3 separate regions of the Zea mays genome follow, and all the other regions are linked to region 3. A link is a contact called in public Hi-C data. All regions are on one chromosome and are shown on one strand. The core of a region is the stretch at or near the end of the contact, and the rest is flanking DNA. Distances in the headings are between cores, read along the strand shown.

Region 1 (2,995 bases), core at 232-2,731, 150 kb after region 3:
GATGGAGTTTGTTGCACGGAGGATGAGGTTGCGGCTGTCACGTCCTCATTGCGCGCGAATAGGGGAGCGGTAAGTCGGGCACGTCCTTATCCAAAGCCGACGATGCGAGAAGGTGGGCAGAGGTTTGTTGCGTGGGGATGAGGTGAACGGGGCGCTGAAGTCACATCGTTGTCCTACCACATACAACGGAGCCAGGCAACATGCCTCGCCGCCAACACCTCGTCCAGGAGCTCTCGGACAACGCCTGCCACAGAGGGAGGCAACGGGAACGAGCCACCGGAGCCACGGAGGGAGGCAGAGGGCGTGATGGCGCTGAGTAGCACAGTCGTCCCTCCGATGAACGGGTCGTCAGAGCTGTGGATGAAGGCAAAGGGCGTGGGCTGCCAGCACCTTGTCTCCGGAGCTCCTGAGCAATGGGCGCCGTGGATGAGGCAAATGGCACAAGAATGGGATGCCAGAGTCGCGGAGGGAGGCAGATGGTGCGCACCGCTAAGCAACACGATCGTCCCTCTGATGAACGGGTCGTCAGAGGGAGGCAGAGAGCGCGGGAATGGTGTTACCCAGGTAGAGGGCACCGCGAGGGGCGCAGGCGAGGCTCCTGCGATGAATGGGGCGTCAGAGTTGCGGGGGGAGGCAGAGGGTGCGACAACAACATCGTTACCCAGACAGAGGGCGCCGTGGAGGAAGCATGGGCGAGAGGCTGTAGCTCGACTGTTGGGCACGCACATGGCGACATGGTTGGGTTGGGGGAGGGGACAACGCAGGCCTAGGCTAGATCTGGAGGGACAACAAGTTCATTAAGACAGAATATAAGGGACTTTTTTTTGCAAAAGCGACGACGATAGAACCGTTGAACCATAAAAACTAATGCTTTATAATAGTAGAGATTCTATATGCTTGATGTTTTTGTTGTGTTAGGTAACATGCAATCTTATCATTGTTTGGATAAAAAAACACTATGAATGAACTAGTTACTAAGTTGTGCAAGATCATTGCTCGAAAAACGGGGCATATGTATAACAACTGTCGTAGTTAGGTTATAGCTTTGTCATGCTAGATTTAATAAAATTCAGGTGGAGATGCTCTCCTCTCGGCGACAGTTAAAAAATCTAAGTTATTCATGATTTTATTTACTTTGTACCACTGGTCCACCGCCAAATTGAAAATCCAATTTATTAAATTGGAAGATCATATTGCTACGAGAGTCTTCAACTAAAATATCTTCTCTACTAGTACAAAGTATTAGTTTCCACCATTTTTGTTGTAAGCTTCGAGCTTACGTTTATATCAACCTAACCAACAACACATATCTTTTTATACTCTATATTCAAATATAAATGGAACCTTACTAGCAAAAGTTCTAATAATAACTATACAATGTGCTCAAGCAACGGCAGGTAATCACAACAAGTGAACACTTCAACTTTTACAACTCTCATAATAGGAAGCGGGCTATTGGACTCCGCGCCCACCCGTTGAACGGCCGAGCTGCCAACGACGGGGAGTAGTACCCGCCGGCGATTCCACCTCTCTCGCCACCACCTCCCCTCGCGTGCGCGAGGGGAAGCCCGGCGCCCGTTCGCCGCCAGATCAGCTCCTCCGCACCACCCTCCCCTTCCAGATCCTTCTAGACCTCGCCAGATCCTCCGAGCGCGGGCGCGCGGGGCGGAGATCTCGCCGGAGAAATGGACAAGTCCAGCGCTCTCGAATACATCAACCAGATGTTCCCCACTGGTACGCGCGCTCCCGCTCGAATCGGATCGGTGTTTCCTCGCTGGCACGGGGACTTTGCTCGTGATGCTGTGCTGCGGCAATGCGCTCGTTTCAGTGTGTGTTGTTCGGAGCTCCTAGGGTACCAATTTCCTTCTGGTTTTGCTGTGACCTGCAGAGGCGTCGTTGTCGGGCGTGGAGCCGCTGATGCAAAAGATACAGAGCGAGATTCGCAGAGTGGACGCCAGCATCCTTGCTGCTGTCCGACAGCAGGTTTGGCCTTGTTGTCCCACGTTCTGTGTCATTCAGTGATGCTATTTGTAATGTGTATACTCTGTTTTGGGACAGTTAAACTGAACTGACCAAACTGACGTCTCATACTTTGATCAGTGCTATGTCAATGCAATTGCACCTAATGAAAATATGAAATTATGCTTTTGATCATGGTTATGCTACACTGGATAATGGAAAGTTTCTTTTACTTAACAGAGCAACTCGGGAACCAAGGCCAAGGAAGAACTTGCTGCTGCAACAAATGCTGTTCAGGTATTTTTTTTCCACTTGCTATGCACTATTAAGATTTCCCACTATGAAGCAACTGGATCAGTTGATTAAGCATCGTGCCTGTTGCCTGGTCAGATAACTGGATTAGTAAAACAATCTGGTTTCTGAATTTGTTGCAGCATTTAATAGCGCATTACAAGTGAAATAAAAACAAAGTTCTAATCATATTTCATACTAACAGGAATTAATGCATAAGATACATGAAATAAAAACAAAGGCTGAGCAAAGTGAAACTATGGTTCAAGAAATCTGTCGCGACATCAAAAAGTTGGATTGTGCTAAGAGGCACATAACAACTACAATAACCGCTCTTCACCGTCTTACTATGCTTGGTTAGTTTCTCTCCATCTGTATTCTGTCCCCCCCCCCCCCCCCCCTCTCTGTGTGTTATGATATAGCAAAGGACATCAACCTCAGCTAAATCATGTTGCTCCATACTTATGTACAGTTTCGGCTGTTGAGCAACTTCAGGTTATGGCATCAAAACGGCAGTATAAAGAAGCATCTGCACAGCTGGAGGTAAGAATAATTTAATTAGCTGATAAACCTGCATAGGCTCTAGAGTTGATTTCAATGGATGGAACATTTTAACACTTGTTGTGATCATTTTGCATGATTTTGCACATGATTTCCAACCAAATTTATAACTTTGTTCCAGGCAGTGAACCAACTATGCAGTCATTTTGAAGCCTATAGAGATGTGCCCAAGATAACAGAATTG
Region 2 (3,056 bases), core at 450-2,949, 250 kb after region 3:
CGAACTGATCCTTCCTTGGAGGAGCAGGAGGGGCAAAGAGCCGCGCAGGCCCAGTTCCCTTCTTCTTGTTGCGCGGCCTCGCCTAGACATGATCAGACAGCTAAATAAAACAGAACAGGGGGAAAAAACCAAAAATGCGATGTAAATTGTGCTGGAGCACTCACATTGCCATATGAATGGTTGAACCTTTTGCCCCTTTTCGTTTTCTTGTCCCCTCTCCCGCAGTAGACTGAGCAAGACCAGATAAAGTTTAAAACTGTCTGTCAGTCCACAGGATCATCAGTATTGATATAAACAGAGGCCAAAAGGGACAGCACCCCAGTTGGGTTCGTAGTACAATCAGAGAATAAAATCCTGAAGCAGGCTATGGACACTAGAATTTCAGAAATTGATTTCAAATTATGATTAACTAAAACTTCTTTGAAGTACACGCATGAGAAGCATCCATCTTTGACTCTCTGTATTAATAAACCAGAAACAAGTGTTTACAACAGCTGAGGCCAGTGGCAACAGAGACGACCAAAACTATAGGCGGTAGTGATAAACAAGAGATTCAGCTTCCTTGATTGGCACTCACTCCTGACACCGTGTGAAGTGAATCAGTCAACCGGTAAAGGTTTAATAATCTACTACAGTAGTAGTTTTCAGTTCATATATATGCTCCTGCTCCTCGATACCGTAATTTTTTCGTGTGGAACAACTTAAGCTCTTAAGAATCCAGTTTCTAGAAACTAGTTTATAAAAAAAAAGGTTAATGGTGTTTAGAATCACCTTAATTTTTATAAATTGATTTTAGCTAGAGAAGACTAGCTTCTTGGTTTTTTAAGAAACTAGGAATCCAATTTCTATAAATTAGTTTGGAACCACGTCAATTTCTATAAAAAAAACTAGGTGCTTCCAAACAGACCCTTAGGCCATGTTTGGAAGCAACCTAGTTTTTAAGAATCTAGTTTCTAACTTCAGTTTCTATAAAGTGATTTATAAAAAAACTGGTTAATAGTTTTTAGAACCACCTCAATTTCTATAAACTGCCTTTAGCTAGATGGGATTAGCTTCTTGGTTTTTAAGAAACTGAGAATCCAACTTCTATAGACTGGGACAAAAGCTAGTATATTTGGAACCACCACAATTTTCATGAACCAGTTTGTTAAAAACTGGATGCTTTCCTTGGTCAGTCTAGTTGACCCAGATCGACTAACAGCATCACAACCTCCATCTCTTCTGGGGAGTACATTTCAGTAATAAATCCCTTGACTATTTCATAAAAAGAAGAAAAATCCCGATTGAATTGGAACGAATTTCCCAAGTGTCAGTGTAATAGTAGTCATTGCCTTTTCTCCCTTATTGCGTGGAAAACAGTAGCCATTGCTCGTGACATGTGTTAGAAAGAAACTACTCCTACATCGGACAAAAACAAGGGGAGTGAGGAGGTAGCTGTTTAATTACCGTCAAGAACTGGAGTGACGGTGGCCGACAAGACGGCGCCGACGGCGAACGCAGCCCGGGCGCGGGGGAAGGCGGCGGAGGCTGCGAGCGCGTAGGAGGAGGTGGAGACGTAGGATGAGACGGCGCCGTGGTTGTGAGATGGGAGGGCCGCGGCGGCGGTGGACATGGCCATGCCCTGGACGGCGAGCAGCGCCATGGGGGCAAGAAGGAGCGAGCAAGCGCAGGGAAGAGAGACTAGTGTGCTCGGGAATGGTGGTGTGGTGGATCAGGTTGGATAAGGGATAAAAGGGCTCGCAGTTGGAGCCACAGCGCACATCTAAGATGGGCTGCAGGGCTGGTGTGGGCTGGGCCAGAAGTAACCTTATCGGCCATTACTGTAAAGTATGGTGCACACACCTAGCCAGGCCGTCGTCGAGTCTGGTCAGGTCTTGGATCCTTTTCTTTCTCTTTCTTTTTTTTGATAATTAATATAATTAAGATGACCAAAGCTTAGCTTTGATTCATGCTAACAGAAAACAAAACCCTAGATGCTCCAGCGTCGTTCTCCGGCCCGTGCTTCTCCTGCTGAGTTAGGGTTCTGGTCCTTCTCGAATCTCGATTTCGGCGGTGGACTGGTGGAGGCAGACACTTGAACCCATGGTGGCCGGCCTCACGGCACCACCCGTGCAAGGTGCCAGCTTTCCGGACTGGATGAGCTCATGGCTTGTGCATCAACAAACCCTGAGGGTAGGGTGAGCGTCAAGGAGCGGCCCCGAGCTGTCCCCCACCCCCGTGCAGGCAATTTTCGGTCCTGGAGCTGGAGTTAGTAGTATTTGGGAGCGTGTGGCTGGAGCGATTCCAATTCATTTCAGCAACCGAAATACCGAATGGAGGAGTTGCCAAGGTCACTGTCAGGCACTCACCTGTGCACTACTGTACAGCACAGATTGAACGGTCGCTATCAGGTTCATGTCAACCGAGCAGAGTTTCAGTTTCAGTGCCCAATCATGAATAAAAAACCGATGGCCAAAATGTAGTGGTGGGAGAACGCCTCAAGCAAAGTGCCTTGCACGGAGTGGAGACGGTTCGATGGCATGACCTGACCACATGTGTCTTCTTTCTTCTGGAACCTCTAGAAGGAGAGGAACGGATGAATCCTCAACAACGCTCACGATTATGAATGGTGCAGGTGGCCACGAGAATTGAAGACGATATATATAGAGCAGAGAAGTAGAGGCCCCCTGATTTCTTCATTCTGAACAGTCCGGCAATTCGCCAGACGAGAAATGTCAAGCTAGTATATTATATATAAAACCCGAGACATTTTCCTTCTTTATTTACAACCATTACAGCGAGCAACGCCACCATGCAATAAAGCCAGCGCAACGGCGTGGCATGCCCACGAGAGTATCGTCTGTTGGTCGGCAACGGCTTCGCTTTGCCAACTCGATCCGCAGAGGATGGTCGGCTGCGGGTAACCCTTGTCGCTTGTACGCCGCGTCTTCTTCCCAGACCCCCTTCCTCTTCCAGAGCTTCAGAGTGGGGGGTGGGGGGAGGAGCCTTGCTAGACTAGGTAGTCGTAGTAGACCAGCAGCATGTTGTCGGGGACGATCAGGGGCAGGCTGTCGATG
Region 3 (3,096 bases), core at 42-2,541:
GAAACGTGGAATGCATCTGGCTAATAGTACGAGGGCTAGATACTATTTGGATCTGGGCCCACCTTCACAGTCGCCGGCGACGATGATTAATTGCCGCGCCGCGCAGGTCGGGCAGCACATGCGCTGGGCCTCCGGTGCCGTATTTTTAAGCGAGCCGTTCGGCGCTCCTGGCACAGGCGAACAGTAAGCAATGCCTAATGCTGACTCATAAGCAGATTCCGGCAGCTGAGCAGCCGCCACGTCGGTCGACGACGGGCGGAGGCGCCGCCGGGGGGGGGGGGGGGGTTTCATAAGTCCCGGCTCCCGATCGATCAGATGATTCAGATCAGATTCTCACGGCTCGGTCGGGTGCGGGGTGCAGACAAAGCAGGGAGGCAGCTGGCGGTGCAGCGAGGTCGATTGGCCCTGCTTTGTCCCTCCCTTGTCCGTGCGTGCGCGCGTGCGCGCGCGAGCCCCGCTTGGACGGCTTGGGGTTTCGACGGTTCGGTTCGGTGCCGACGCCCGACGGGGCTTCACGGAAGGCGACGCTTGCTTTTGGACTCTCCGGGTAGGTTGGGGTAGTTGGGCGGTGCCACAGTTGGCGACGACTACTTTGCAGCGTCCCTCCGATCCATCGACCTGCAGCGCAGGCTCGTCTGCGCGTAAGGTCTCGCTGTCCAAGGGCTCACGTTAACGCCAAGGACAACCTGAAGAGCGCGTATTCCATTCGGCTTGCTGTTCGTTTCCTGGCCTCCATGGACGCTACGCTAGTTGCTAGGCTAATGTAAGCTGTCATGCCTCAGCCGGTGATTGAAAGAACAGAGTACTGGGATAAGAAATATCAAATGTTCTCCCGCGTAGCGTTGATGAATACTGAGCAGATACCATTACACGCATGCACCAGCTGGGAGTGCATATTCGTTGCCTAATACCACTGTCTACTTCTAGTTAGCAGCAATTACAGAGAACCAAAGCACGACTGGGCCTACTGCTCAGTCACAAGTTGCATTGTAACAAAAGCACCGCATGCCACTGACAAACTGCACAGGCCCAAGTTACAAACACGGATACGCTTCGCATCGCTTTCAAAGAAAAAAAAAAGTGAGCTCCAATCTCGTGAAGCAGATATCCATCGTTCAGGCCTTAATTTTTTTTTCAACCTAAAACCCGCATACGTATAAAAACTCATGGGCCTAATCCAAAACGGCCCAGCTGAAACGAGGACCGTAATAGGCAGCCGCTGGTGTGCGTGATGTGATCCGGGCCTGAAAGCAGTCGCAGAGCTGTCGTGTTCCTTTGCTCTCCCCGTCCATGCTTTTGCAAAATTGCTCCAGTCAAGGGCTAGTCCAGTGCCCCCTGAACCCGCATCCGGAGCTCAGAAACCCCCGCCACCGGAGCCCGGACGGAGACGATGCCGGAGACCCATCCGCCGCCGCCGAGGCCGGTGATGCTCGCCGACCTCAACTTTGAACCAGCGGAGAGCGACGGCGAGGACCGCCCACCGACCCCCGCACCCAACCCCGCCGCCGCCGCCGCCGCCGCTGCGGCTCCGGCGGTCGCCGCTGACTCGTCCACGAAGTAAGTTTACCAAGAATACTCTTCGATCTGAGCGTGAGGGGTTTCCCGCCACTTGTACACTTGGCCAGTCGGGTGCGGCACTGTGGTTGTTAGAAATCAGGGCGTTAGTACCCATGGGCTCATGCCCGTGGGAGCCGGAACCCTAGGGCTTGATGGAGTTATTCTTTTTTTCATAGGGGGGAAGTTCATGTAGCAACTCAATTTTTTGTGAGGATTGTTACGAATTCAACAAATATGCTGTCTACATGGTTCTGAAAATTCCGTGCATATAGTCCATATAATAATTGCTGCTCCTTGCTTATAGTAGTCTAATAAATCATAACCGTCATTTATTTGAACAGGAGGTAACATGTAGTGCTCTATTTTGATTAAGAAAAGGTTACCGGAACAATACTCAAATCGTTACAAGTTTACAAGCTAACTGTTGTGTCATAGGTTATCTCTGGTCACAAATTTTATTGAGTCCTTAGATGATGAAATTGTTTATTTTTTTTGGAAAATGAAGATTTATTTTCATCCCAAGATCAGTATATCGAGATGATACATGGCCTCGGAACAACCTCCCAGCCTCTGCCCTAAGTGATATGCACACAGTTTAGATTAAAAATATTCTGAGCATACTCTGGTGAGAACAAGGTTATTAATATAGCTGACTGTTGGCTATAAGGATCCTTACAACCTACCTCTTAGCCCATCCGTGTAGTAGTTAGCTACTCCCTATTAATATATGACCCACTTGTCTTACTCACAAAGCTTCTTGGTTCTTGTATCTAAGCCGGACAGTCGGCTGTAATTTTATAGCCTGCTTCTCTCTCTTCCCTCCTCTACCTCACCATTTAGCCCCTTTGCAGCCTTTTATTATACTTGCTCTGACATTCAATTCAAAGACTAGATCACCACCCATATGCTCGGGTAAAAATATCCTTGTCCACTCGCTTCAATTGTCACGATGCCGCCACAACCGTATCCTGGAACTCTGGCCATTGAAAGACGATGAAATTGGTGGGTGGTTTGATAAAAAATGTACTTGCAGGAGTGGCAATGAAGAGGGTGGTTTGACAAAAACTGTGATCACTACAAAGGATACCGACACTGTTGAATGTGAAGGTAGCATGATAATCGATGTGCAATGCAATGGCAGGAAACTTTTCTGTCGTGAATTGACTACTTACAATTCTTCATGAACAGATGTTGATCAACATTGTCAAGGGGCTTCTGCTCCACGTGAGGAAAAAGTTAGCAACCTGAAAGCTGTGAGTTCTTGGTTTTGATGCCATTTGAAATAATTAATCTTTCATGCAATAGATAAGTGGCAGTGTGACACTGTATTATAATACATTTAATGCCGTATGAACCCTGATGTTGTTTTACCTTCTTAATTTGTGGTACTGGTACGGTTAACAAAAATGATTGAGGGCCTAACCTTACTTCTTGCAGGCTTTGGTTCATGTGGCCCGAAAAATGCCTAAGAATGCTCATGCACATTTTATGTTGGGTTTGATGTATCAAAGACTTGGTCAGGCACAGAAGGTAAATCTT

The links. A called contact is a pair of places that touch in the nucleus more often than the background predicts.
Region 1: a Hi-C map of leaf shows a contact between it and region 3, with 4 times the contacts expected there. The contact joins the promoter of LOC100501884 here to the promoter of LOC100501933 in region 3. A contact is called at or near these places in 13 of 25 Hi-C or Micro-C datasets (bundle sheath, ear, endosperm and 4 more).
Region 2: a Hi-C map of leaf shows a contact between it and region 3, with 10 times the contacts expected there. The contact joins the promoter of LOC100282000 here to the promoter of LOC100501933 in region 3. A contact is called at or near these places in 8 of 25 Hi-C or Micro-C datasets (bundle sheath, ear, endosperm and 3 more).

The regions. Positions count from the first base shown.
Region 1 is chr3:170,295,392-170,298,386 of Zm-B73-REFERENCE-NAM-5.0, forward strand. It overlaps LOC100501884, which reads left to right and starts at 1,482. Exons shown (of 24, transcript NM_001196523.1): 1 at 1,482-1,734; 2 at 1,889-1,983; 3 at 2,200-2,256; 4 at 2,456-2,606; 5 at 2,723-2,793; 6 at 2,933-2,995. The coding sequence starts at 1,686.
Region 2 is chr3:170,390,717-170,393,772 of Zm-B73-REFERENCE-NAM-5.0, forward strand. LOC100282000 (30S ribosomal protein S31, chloroplastic-like) reads right to left here and starts at 1,700. Exons shown (of 3, transcript NM_001154915.2): 1 at 1,447-1,700; 2 at 165-229; 3 at 1-82. The coding sequence starts at 1,642. LOC100192826 (putative RING zinc finger domain superfamily protein) reads right to left here. Exons shown (of 5, transcript NM_001138017.1): 5 at 2,643-3,056. The coding sequence ends at 2,990.
Region 3 is chr3:170,141,696-170,144,791 of Zm-B73-REFERENCE-NAM-5.0, forward strand. LOC100501933 (tetratricopeptide repeat (TPR)-containing protein) reads left to right here and starts at 1,292. Exons shown (of 12, transcript NM_001196571.1): 1 at 1,292-1,557; 2 at 2,591-2,664; 3 at 2,746-2,810; 4 at 2,995-3,087. The coding sequence starts at 1,391.